Regions from separate parts of the Sus scrofa genome. Here region 2 is linked to region 1. Evidence: chromatin contacts called from public HiChIP or PLAC-seq data. All regions are on one chromosome and are shown on one strand. The core of a region is the stretch at or near the end of the contact, and the rest is flanking DNA. Distances in the headings are between cores, read along the strand shown. Region 1 holds the start of NPC1 (NPC intracellular cholesterol transporter 1). Region 2 holds the start of CABYR (calcium binding tyrosine phosphorylation regulated).

Evidence for each region. HiChIP or PLAC-seq counts read pairs in DNA pulled down with a chosen protein or histone mark.
Region 2: an H3K27ac HiChIP or PLAC-seq map of alveolar macrophages shows a contact between it and region 1. The contact joins the promoter of CABYR here to the promoter of NPC1 in region 1. A contact is called at or near these places in 2 of 47 Hi-C or Micro-C datasets (blood and heart right ventricle) and 2 of 2 datasets of contacts at active chromatin or transcription factors (alveolar macrophages and skeletal muscle).

What each region holds. Positions count from the first base shown.
Region 1 is chr6:108,448,289-108,454,393 of Sscrofa11.1, forward strand. NPC1 (NPC intracellular cholesterol transporter 1) reads right to left here and starts at 2,198. Exons shown (of 26, transcript NM_214322.1): 1 at 2,054-2,198. The coding sequence starts at 2,110.
Region 2 is chr6:108,968,003-108,974,107 of Sscrofa11.1, forward strand. It overlaps CABYR (calcium binding tyrosine phosphorylation regulated), which reads left to right and starts at 3,338. Exons shown (of 6, transcript NM_001348767.1): 1 at 3,338-3,377. TTC39C (tetratricopeptide repeat protein 39C) reads left to right here. Exons shown (of 14, transcript XM_021096193.1): 14 at 1-234.

The DNA.
Region 1 (6,105 bases), core at 948-3,447:
GATAAGCATGAGGTCTGAAAATCATGCAGTGTAGCAATGTTATTTCATCATCTATAAAAATTAAAAATTAAGGAGAGCAGGAGTTCCTGCTGTGGCTCAGCGGTTCACGAACCGGACTAGGATCCATGAGGTTTCAGGCTCAATCCCTGGCCTCACTCAGTGGGTTGGGGATCCAGCGTTGCTGTGAGCTGTGGTGTAGGTTGCGGTTGTGGTTCCGATCCTGCATTGCTGTGGCTGTGGTGTAGGCCGGCAGCTGCAGCTGCGATTGGACCCTTAGCCTGGGAACCTCCATATGCCGAGAATTCGGCCCTAAAAAGCCAAAAAAAAAAAAAAATTAAGGAGGGCAAAAATCCCCCCAAAATATATTTCAGACCTTATGGAGGACAGTTAGTCTGGAATTCTGCAACAGAACTTTATTAGAGCTCACACTGAACCCAGACGAGCTGCTGTCATCAGTGAGAATTCTAAAAGCAGGGAGTCCTACCACCAGCCCTGCTCTCTGTTTGGGTGTACTGAAAGCCTGTGTAGACAAGAGGGAGTTAATCCTAAAATAACAAAAGCATTTCCAGTTCATATTTACAAACCCTCTCAAGGAGTTTTGCAAGAAACTTATGATCAACTTCTGACCTGTCTCAAAAGTCCTAGGAGAAGAGGCCCTCACTGGCCATCAGCCTTGGCCACTACCTTGAGGTAAAAGGATTTCCGAGATAAAAGCTACTTAGCAATGCAAAGCCTGCCTATTAGACCCTGACCTAAAACTCAAGGGAAACTGAATCACTCTATTTTCAAAGCAACTAACTGCTACTATTTCCTGAGTTTTTACTACAGTGATGAGGTCTCTCCACATATCACATTACTAGTCATGTGAGGTATTATTTATCTTCGGAAAACATTAGACTTGAAAGAATAAAGTGTGCAAAGCCCAAGAGCCAGCAGGTGGTCTACCAGCTGACCCCATTCCAAACCACCTGCCTGAAACTTGCTTTCCTCCGCCTCCCATCACATCCAGGCACCAGAAGGGTGAGCCCCCCACCGCAGGCACAGCCAGGAGGCCTCTCCTGGGTCAGCACCACCTGTCTCCTTCTGAGAAGGATGCAGAAGTCCAAGGAGAGGTTTTTCTAGTACAGGAAACCCCTTCGTTTGCTTTCCCCTATGACTCACTAACCCCTCATCACTGACACACCCATGAGTGGGCACCAGGGCAGGGGATTCCAGAGGCTCATTCCTTCATCTGGATCTGGTTTAATCAGCACTACATCCTTAGACATTCCCCCTGACTTCCACAGTTTTAAAAGAGAACACTCTAGACACAAACAGCAGCAAGGGCTGAGGCCCAAGGCTATTAAACCAAAGGAAAGCCGACCCAGGGAGTCAGGACTCGGAGCTCCAGGCCCCATTCTCTCCAGAGCTAGTAATGTGACAAGACGAAATTCAATGGCCACTACACCTGTGAGCCTGTTTCTCAAGACGTAAAGGGAGCGGATAAGAAGTCACTTGCGCTCTTTAGAAGATCACACTGACATACATAAAGTACTTAGGTCTGCTCCAATTTGGTGCCTAAATGGATAGTTTCCTTTACCTCCTCTCCCACCCTCAGCTTTAGGGAAGGAGAAAAAGAAACATAAAGTGGTCAGATCTTCTAAATAAATTTATAAAGAATTCGTGTGCATGTGGCAGAATTAAGAGGAGGAAAAAGGCAGACTAAATAAGAACCCTACCCTCTCTACCCACTTTCCTCCTTCCCTCTGATTCCACATCCTAAACCCATAAATTAGGTGACCACAGGTGGAATGGGTTCAAGACAGGTCAAACAGGCAGCTTTCAGTAGCCATCTTCCAGACCACAGGGAAATGTGCGTGGACAGAAGGCACGGGAGAGGTGGGCGGGGGGCATCTCCAGGAGCTCCACCGCTAGACCAACTTCTTCAGCCGCCCAGCGGCTGGTCCCCTCTGGGACCGGAGGCGTCTAAGCCGCAGCACAGCCCGCCACCCTCCCCGATTCGCGGCCCCACTACATCCCCCAGAGCCCGCCCAGGTCGCGGACATCCGCTCACCTGCACAGGGCAGAGCAGCAGCAGGAGGAGGCCGAAGGCCGGGCCGCGCGCGCTCATGCTGCCGCGACGCCGGGCGGCGGACGTCCGAGGTTCAGCTGGCAGTCCGGTTCAGCGTCCCGAGACGTCTCAGGCTGCCGCGCCGGCTGAGGGAGGGAACAGACACCAGAGCCGGCTGGCTGCGCGCGCAGGTCAGGAAGGAAGGCGTCGTCGGCCCCTCCCACTTCTGGGTGGAGCCACTGCCGGGACGCCCTGGACTCGTCTTGGGCGGGACAGGGGCGGGGCTAAGCGGGACCCGACCTCGTGAGGCCACGGCACCCTCCCAAGTGCCGGCTCTGCGCTTCTCCGCCCTGCTGCGCCTGGGGGCACGTCAAGGGGTTGGGGACGCCCCGACTTGAGCCGCTGAACCTTTGGAATCCGGCCTGAAAAGGATATTTCTGAGTTGTCCCATCGATGTGTGGGTTTGATGCTTCAACTCATTTCTCCCCTTTTTGTCTTTCCTGGATTGGAGACTGTGGACGAGAAGGTTTTAGTAAATGGGAATGCTTGGGGACCGTTTTCTCAATGGAGACCCCACTTCTCAGAGGAATATGTGTTTACTTCGTCCCCAGTTAGCACCCGGAGCAAGCTTTTCTTCCAAACCCAGTCACCCAAAAGGAAACCCGTGTCTGGACACTTCTAGCAAAGCTGGGGGCGGTGCCACGTAGTGGCCTGACAGTGTTGTGATCTGACAGTTCGATGGGCGGAGCGTGGCAGTGGGCGATGCCTCTGAGCTACCCAATCTCTGTTTTCTATCTGCTCAGCCCATTTTGTAAAAGCGCTAGAACTGCACCATCTGCTGGGGGAACCGAGCGTGACAGAGAACCGGCGGCCGGAACAAGAGCCCCCTCCACCCCCAAATCACCCCTGGTGGGTGGGACTAGAGTCCTTTAGGTTCTAGGTGAACTATCACGAAAGTAAAAAAAAAGAAGCATCTTGGGTTTTGAGTCTTACACTTGGTTGAGATAATCTTTTTTGGTTTTAATACCTATTATTATTATATTCATTTCTGGTAACATTTCTCCTCAGGTTTCAATTATTAAGAGCACTCAAAAGCATAAGTCATTTCGATTTTGTAGTTAAGGAAATGGAGGAAAGAATTTCTTCTTCCCACAGTAGAAGCCAATTTACAATGAAAAGGTTGACTATCCATCTGTAGCAATGATCAACTCCAATTGAGTTAGGACCACGATACAGCTGATGTTCTCATTCCTACTCTACAAAGTGGCTGATTCAGTCACTGACTTGCCTCCCGACCGCCTCTGCCTGCTCTGAAAAGTCCACGTAACTGGCTGGGTATTGAAACTATAGGAATCTCCTCTGGACCATCAGCCCTAGATCTTCCATGATGACCTCCTAGCCTCATGCACTGCTTGCTCTCAGGCTCTTAGTGCTCGCCCTGATGATCAAGTATCAGGCTTCCTGCAGAGGTACTGAAAATATTGTTACTGAGGAGTTCCCTTGTGACTCAGCAGGTTAAGGATCCGGCATTGTCACTGCATGGGCTAGGGTCCCTTCTGTGGCATGGTTTCCATTCCTGGCCCCAGGGGCCGCCAAAAAAAAATGCTATTACTGAACCATTGGCAGCAGCACCACCTGGGGATCTGTTAGAAATTCAAGTTATGGGCTCCACCCTGGATGCTCTGAATCAGAAACTCTAGGAAGTGAAGCCAGTTCTTTGTGGTTTAACCAGCCCTCCTGAGTGAAGGAAACTTCAAAGCACCGTATGAGATATTTCTGGGATGGGCAGAAATTTTGATACTGGACAAATTATGTCCACTATTCTCCAAAATAATAACAAAAAGATTTTTTAGACATATTTTTTTTTCTGCTTTTGTTTTTTGTACAGCTTCAACAGTACCCAAAAGCCTAGCATATATTTGAAAAATAAATGATCATATATTTAAAAGATTTTTTTGTTGTTGATAAAGTAATCCATGCTTACAAATTACTTTGAATAGTAATAGAAACTTTGAAAAATACACAAAAGTTTACAATTTACAAGAAAATATCATTTATGATCCTCCATTATGGATAATCATAGTGGTGCATTTTCTCCCTCTCTGAAAATTGTTTTAAGGTGTGTAAAGGAAAAAAAGTTGCTCATAATCTACTTCTACAAGGATTAAGCCATTAGCCACTGCAGTTGCTACTGTACGAACCCTGAGGGGAATTCAGGATGGAAAAAAAGACAAAGCTTTCTGTGCATAAGATATACTGGCCACTAGGTAGTTAAGATGCATATCTAAGGAAAATTTCCAAAGACTCCAGATTCTTTCATCTTCCCAAACTTAGAAAAGTAATGCAATCATTAACTTGAGATGCCTGTTCTTTGTGATTAGTGGTAATCTTTTTATGCCTGACAACATATTTTTACCTATTGAAAAAATTTCATATACACCCTGGCTCTTCCATCATTTCTTCAGAAGATTTCCTCATATCTCTCAGAGGCTGCCTCTTGGACTATGGTCCTCAGTGAGTTCCCCAAATAAAACTTGTTTTTACATTGTGCATTTGTATTTCATCTGACATGTTGTTCAGATTCTAAGAGACTTTTAAAGTAATGCTCTATTCCACTTTCACTGTAAACACCATTCAGCAATGATTGCATAAAAATAAAGGACAAAAAACGAAAGGGTCTATGAAATTATGAGATGATGCATCTTTATAAATTTGCAGAAACAGCCTCCAGAAAACTTCTATGCATTTGAAAACACGTATGTGAATATAATTTATGGGCTTTTTAAACAAGAGGGAACATATGGTGGTATACGGTTTGCAGCTTGCTTTTTTACATTTAGCAATATGCTTTTCCACCTCCCTATCTTTACAAGCTTTATGGGATTCCATTGTGAGTAATTGACATTTCTTTCTTTGTTTTTTGCTTTTTAGGGCCGAAATAGTGGCATGTGGAGGTTTCCAGGCTAGGGGTCAAATCTGAGCTACAGCTGCCAGCCTACACCACAGCCACAGCCAAGTGGGATCTGACCTGAGTCTGTGACCTACACCACCTCTCAAGGCAACGCCAGAAACTTAACCCACTGAGTGAGGCCAGGGATCGAACCTGCAACCTCATGGTTCCTAGTGGAATTCGTTTCCACTGCACCACGATGGGAACTCCTATATGACATCTCTGAAGCCAGCAATGTAGGCTTAGTCTCAGAGCAGTGCCCAAGTTAGTGAAGTAGAGTTCCTCAACCAAAAAGTATTTCAAAATAACTCCAGCCTCAAATGCATTTCTACATGTGAAGGGGTTGTCTATCTCCAGTAACATTACATACATTCACCTTTCATTTTCTTATACTTCCTCAATGCCTGAGCTGGTCTGGATTCCACAAAGCTTTGCATCTTTCTGTGCCCTCTGCTTTCTTCCAGATACTGCATGAGAAAATTCTAAAAGCTATTGAACATTTTCCTTAGGGAGAGAGATGAGAACATGGACCCAAAACAATTTTTTTTTAACCTAGCAAATGGAAGGAGAAGGCTAGAAATAATCTGTTAATAGTTTTCAATCCATTGCATATTTTATTTAATCAGTCTCCTGTTGGATGCTTGGTTTGTTACTTTTGTTACCGGAAACAATGTAATGGACATTCCTGCACCTAAATCTTTACTAACATCTACAGATGGAGCTGTTTCAAAAATTGTATACTGCTGAATCAAAGGGAGTATTTACTTTAGTTTTGATTATTACCAAATTGCCCTCCAAAGAGACTGCAGTTTATATCTTTGCTAACAGCACTTGGAAATACCTGATTCTATCTCCTTGCCAACACTTATCTTTGCCATTCTGATAGGTGAAGAATGACATCTGTGATTTTAATTATTTTATTTCTTATTTTAAAAAATACTATGATGCTTTAATTTGTGTTTCATTAATTATGAGAGCCAGAATTTTTCATCCATCTATAAGTGATTTTATTTCTTTCTGTGTTCATTTTCTATCAGTTTTTTTATATTGATTTATTTAAGCTATTTATTAAGAAAATTAACCTGAGAATTCCCATTGTGGTTCA
Region 2 (6,105 bases), core at 2,088-4,587, 520 kb after region 1:
GGCATAGATAGTGACGCTGAAGACTCTCAAATAACAAAACCATGGTGTGAGTACACTGTACCATTAGATTAACAGAAATCTGAGTACATTTTTGAGTTGAGTAATTTGTAACAGTTCTGACCTGCGTGCTGTGACTTAGCCAACCTGTGAGCTACTGTGATCTGCCTGGAAATTTAGCTTGGTGTAAATTGCTCTTTACCCTAGCTGATGAAGAAAATAATCATATAAGCAGAACTATTGCATCTTTGTGTGCTTTTTTTTTATGTTGGCATCATTCACTCCTTCCCCTTTTCCTATTTTGGAGGCTGTTTAGTGGATCTTCTAATTTATACATGTCAGATATATTTTTCTATTAGATTTTGCTTATGATGAGATAAATCTCCAATGTATATTTTATGTCCTCAGAACACATAATTTGACACACTTTTAAGGCATGGTCTAGTAATAATGTAATATGTGCCTTTGTGGTATTTAAGATTTTACTTTTATCGAGTTAGGTATCTTTTGGATTTTAGCACATGATAGCTAGGTATTTGAAGAATTATTACTTTCAAATGTCCTAGAAAATTAGAATCTTTATTGTCTCGTATGAAGTCAATTAGAATTTGTACTTTTATATTTCTGCCAACTAAAATTGAAGGGCCACACATACATGATGGTTAAAGTACATATTTAAAATACACACATGTGTGTATACATCTATTCCTTTGCTGTGTATACTTTCCTAGTTGGTTGCTGCTTTAAGCAAATTGTGGTGGCAAGTATTCAAATATGGCTCCTTACCCATGAAGGTGTATGTTTGCACAGTCGTGATGTACTGTTTGGTTTTCCTTCCTTCCTTCTTCCCCTTCTGTTTCTCTTTCTTTCTACCTCTCTTTTTCTTTCTTTCTTTCTTTTTTTTTTTTTTTTTTTTTTTTTTTGGATGCTGTTGGTATATTTTGTAGAAAAAAAACTTTTGAGCTTCAGATCATCCCAAGAAGATACATAGTAGAGGGAGAGGACTTGAAGGTAGGAAGAGGAAACACAGAGAAAAGGACCGCGTTTGGGGCTGTGGGGTGGGGGAGCAAGAGGAGGGAAAGTTGGTCCAGAGAAGATGCGCCCCTTCAGTGGAAGTGAGCAAAAATCACCCAATTAGCTGTCTTATGAAAACTAGCAAGGGGCTGAGCTCTAGCTCCTAGATGACCAGGGTATTTAATAGAAACCACACTTGTATTTTAGATAAACGCTGAATTTCTCATTTCCCCTCCCATAGGCTAGTGGGTCTTAAATTTTCGTTGTACACATTAGCCCTACTCTGAGATTCTGTTTGAATGGGTTCTAGGTAGGGCATAGGAAGACATTTTTAGCAGGCTCCCAGGATAATTCTGAGGCAGGTAGTCTGCATTAGAAAGGCTTTGCCCTTAGGTTATCATCTTTGGGTAAGTATTTAGTAAATCTGAGAGAAGAGCCAAACATACAGTAAAGGTATGCTTGGTTGTAGAGTGCAAATTATGGGGCCACTGAATAAAATGCTTCTAACCCACTGGTTTTCTACAGTAGGAGATTCCTGAGCTGAGTTTTAAAGGAGGAGAAGGATGTCTCAGGCTTTGGACCTGGTGAGCAAAGGCACAGAGGTGACTAACAGCATATATGTTCAGATCTGGTCTCAATAGAGTCAATGGAAACCAAGTGGTAAAATGAGACTAAGTTACACAGAGGTTACACCAAGAATGTTGCATTTCCGTAGATTTAAGGATTTGCAGGGTGAGGGCAAGGAGTAATGTACAAAGTAGATTGACATTTTAGATAGATGCCCAGTGACTGAAAGAGATGGAACACAAGGACCGGAAGATTGTAAAAACCACTTCAAATCATGAGTTGTAGAAATCAAAGCAGCAAATAATGGTTTGAAAAATTTTGTTGTTAAAATGTTTTCAGTATAACAATTTGCATTTCATAGGGACTTGGACAAAACAGTCATTGCAGAAATGTGGAAGGAGTATAAGTTTGCCTTCTAAGTTACAGATAATTCAGCACAGTACCAAACATAATTTGGTGTTCAAGACCCAAGAAGGTTGGTTAGGCGACACAAGCGTACCCGTCTCTCATTCCAAAAGTCACCATCAGTGGGGCCTCTAAGGTTTGTACTTGGGCTTCTTAATATCTGTTTCTCTACACTTTAAGTATAAACCAAACCACCAAAAATCATGACAACCTCATTTCTCTTTTATTTACACTAGCAAAGTGGGGCTGGGAGAAATAAGGACCCCCAAAAATGTACCATCTGCAGCTCTATCACAAAGTCTAAAAGAGCATTTCTACTTTTCAAAGGTAATCTTTATGGGAAAGCGGGCTTGATAAAAAGCACTCAATAATGACGAATTACTATTCTCAGAAGGTGCTGTGTGCCACATACAGATGTAGGCTGGGGCCTTAGCACTGCCACTTACTGCCAAGTGTGCTGGAAGTCTTAATTTTTTCTACAGGAAGAAAAAAACGGCTTTGTCAGTTTTTAGCGGTTGACTTAGACTGATTTTTGTTGCTTTTTAAACATGAGAAAATGGGTTACAATGAAGGCTGCTTGGAATCTCATAATTGTGACTGTGATGTTATTTAATGCCCAACGCAAATAAGAACCTGGATGGGCATAAAAGCAGAGAGGGGATATATTTTAAATGAGTTGGCATTCCTCTATTTTGGCAAAACGGAACTGAAGTTACATCGTCCTCTTGTAACCTGCTGCTGACAGTCTGGTTTAGGGAGGTACTTGTGCCTGGTGTATTGCAAGATTCGGAATTATGGAGAGAAACCTCAGGATCAATGCCAAGTTCTCTTTTGATAGACGAGTTTCTCAAGAGGAAAAGCGCTGTGTTGTATAATATCTTTGTGTCAGTTTTATGTACATCGTGGCAGAAATACTCCTCTAGGGTGACTGGAGAACAACAGATTATTGGAAGAAGAGTAGTGTGAAAAGGAGAGGTGGCAGCAAGATAGAATTACTGTAAACCTATTTCCTTCCAAGCCAGCTCTTACTTTAGATTGAGAGATCCAAAGCAGAGGCGCCGTCTCCTTGACCAACCCTGACTCCTGGCCGTTTGTAAATGCCAGTTTACCACGTCATTTTGTATTCTATTGGAAAAGGGGAAGAACGCCTCCCGGTTCCTCGGAGTTCCGGCCTTTGTCCTTTTCGGCTCACCATTGGCTGAGACCGTTGAGCCCACCCCCACCCCCACCCCTTCCGCTGCTGTCCGGGCCTTCAAGCACGAGGGCGGGACTTTGTGACGTAGGCCTGACGTCTCCAGGGGTATATAAGACCCTGCGGGAGCGCGGACTCCTACAGGAGCCGCCGGCAAGGGGGCTGCGAGGAAGCTCATTAGAGCGTAGCCGGAAAGGAGAAGGTGCGGCGAGTCTGGCTCAAAGGCACCTGCCTTTCTCCCCGCTTCCCAGCGGCAGTTAGGAGTTCGCGGTGTCTCTCGCGGTGGGGTTTGCGGGCGGTTCCTCAAGTGTCGGGACAGCGTAGGGCTCCGGAGTGGAAGGCCTGCGGGCTGAGGAGGGCCCACACCAGCCAGTGAGGCACCAGCAGGCCAGTACCCGTGTGGTGGACTCGGGGTCCGGGCCGGCAGGTCAGCCACCGCCACCGCTGAACTAGGCGACGTGGAATCCGGACGCCCGCTGTCCCACGTCTTACCGCCCTCTCCATTAAGCCACCCAAACGGCAAAACCATCACAGACCCCAGCCTAGGTCTTTAGGGAGTCAGTAGTGGGTACCATTTTCATTTTCTGTGATTCCGAAGCTACCACTCTTGCATCCTCAGCCAAAGGCACCGTTTTCCTGCTCAGGCGTTCCCCCTATGTTATGGGTTAGCGGAAGTTCTCATTTTGATGTGGAGGGTGGAGATTGTAAAATTTGTTTTTGACAAACATTGCTTAAAGGTGAAGTTTGAGGAGAATAAGTAAGGTGTAAGCGTCTGTATTTGTGCCTTTACCCTTTGATTACTTACAATTGGTGTTAGAGTATTTCTCATCTTCTTCAGGACAGTTCTTTGTACGGGACTGCTTTGTAGGATGCTCAGCATCCCTGATCCTAGGGCGCTTAACAGCCCCGAACATTCACAACATCTGGGAAGGGGTGGGAGTGCAGCATATTTAGGATCATTGAGTGGGTGCTCTCCCCAAGATTGGCAGCACCAACTGCTGACTGACTACAGAGAGTGTGTTTTGTTAGCTCCATCATGGTTACTGGTAAGCCACTTTCAAAACATGACCTATCAACTCACACTGGGTGCAAGGATGTAATTTAAAAATATATATGTGTGTGTGTATAAATGTAAATGAAATGTATGTGCATCATCCATTTAATTACCACCTATGTCCCTTAACGTTTAGCATATGGTCCTGCCAGAGCTGCACTACAGGTTTTTTAAAGATGGTTTAATTCAGTAAAGCTCCCATTAAATGATACTCTGATAGTAAGTTTTCATTAGATTGAATAAGATACCCTTAATTATATTCTCAAAGGTTTTGCTTTGGCTAATATTGATCATTTTTTCCCCCTGATCTTTGGGAAGATGAAATATGCTTTTAAATATTCAACATTTTGCTGTGACACATTAGTTACTCTTTCTTAGAGGTTTGTCCCTTGTATAATTGCTGTAACTAAACTGTGCCATTTAGCCCCATGAAACTCATTACTCTCTTTACTACAGAGATATTGTTGAGGACGTGGTTCATTATACCACACTATTCTCCTCTTTATGAAGACCCAGAGGAGAAATTTCTCCTGGGTCTTAGTACCCAGAATATCTGTGATTCTCCCAAGCAACTGATTTGTTTTTTATCTCAAGAAACCTGAATTGGAGCTCTCTTGTGCATCTGGATAAGGATCTGGCATTGTCACTGCAGCAGCTTGGGTTGCTGCTATGGCAGGGGTTCGATCTCCCTGGCCTGGAAACTTCCACATGCCATGAGTGCAGCCACAAAAAAAAAAAAAAAAAAAGAAAGAAAGAAAGAAAGAAACCTGAATCATTTAACCAACTGTTTTCTATTTGATGGCCACTTGGTAACTCAGGAAGCTGATCTGACACTCAATCTCTAGTGTAAGACCTACGGCTCGTATTTGGGATACTAACCTTACCTCTGGTTTCATCCTATTTTTCCTACAATAATTTTCCTCTCAACTACTGAACAGATAGCCTTAATATTTAATTTTGTTCTTATGTGTATTTATAAACCACCTTAAATAATTTTTTAGAATGAAAAAGAATACACTGACACAGTTTAGGGTGACAACATCTGCAACTCAGAATTACAAGTAAGACTATGCAATACCCATGTTACTACTTAACATCCAGGAAGGCAAAAGAGGGGGAGGAAAAACTAAAGCAGAGGTTTAGGGATGATCTGAGAAAAGAGGTACATATGGTGGTAGGTAGTACAATACCACGAGTAACTACTCTGCTTAATGTTAAAAACAAAATTAAATTTAAAACTAGGAGTCCCTTGGTGGCACAGCAGGTTAGGAATCCAGTGTTGTTGCTGCTGTGTCACAGGTTTGACCCCAGGCCTGGGAATTTCTGCATGCGGCAGGTGAGGCCTCCCCCAAATTTTACGCTAAAATATGTACACTTAAAGATGATCGCTGTGTCTGGGGATATGTTTGGAAAAGAGAAAAAAAGATTTTTGGGGGAGAAATTCTACTTTGTACTCTATTAGAATGTACAGAAAAGCTGGTTGCCATGTGGTTTGGAAAGATGTTTCTGAGACATAGATAAATGAGCTTAATTTATCTTTGATTTTTCCTGCACAGAATGTTTACTAAATTTTATAGAAACAGGTTTTGTTTGGTTGGTGTTCTTTGCTTTTAGTACCATTCTGGAGCTCCTGATACAGACTTATTTAGTAGTACTAGATTGCTCATCTGTACATGATAAGTTGTTGGTAGTATGGTTCTTTTTTTAGCTACCATTAAAAATTGGCCAATTTGGAGTTCCCGTCGTGGCTCAGCATTTTACGAATCTGACTAGTATTCATGAGGACGAAGATTTGATCCCTTGCCTTGCCCAGTGGGTTAAGGATCTGGCATTGCTGTGGCTGTGGTGTAGGCTGACAGCTATAGCTCTAATTTGA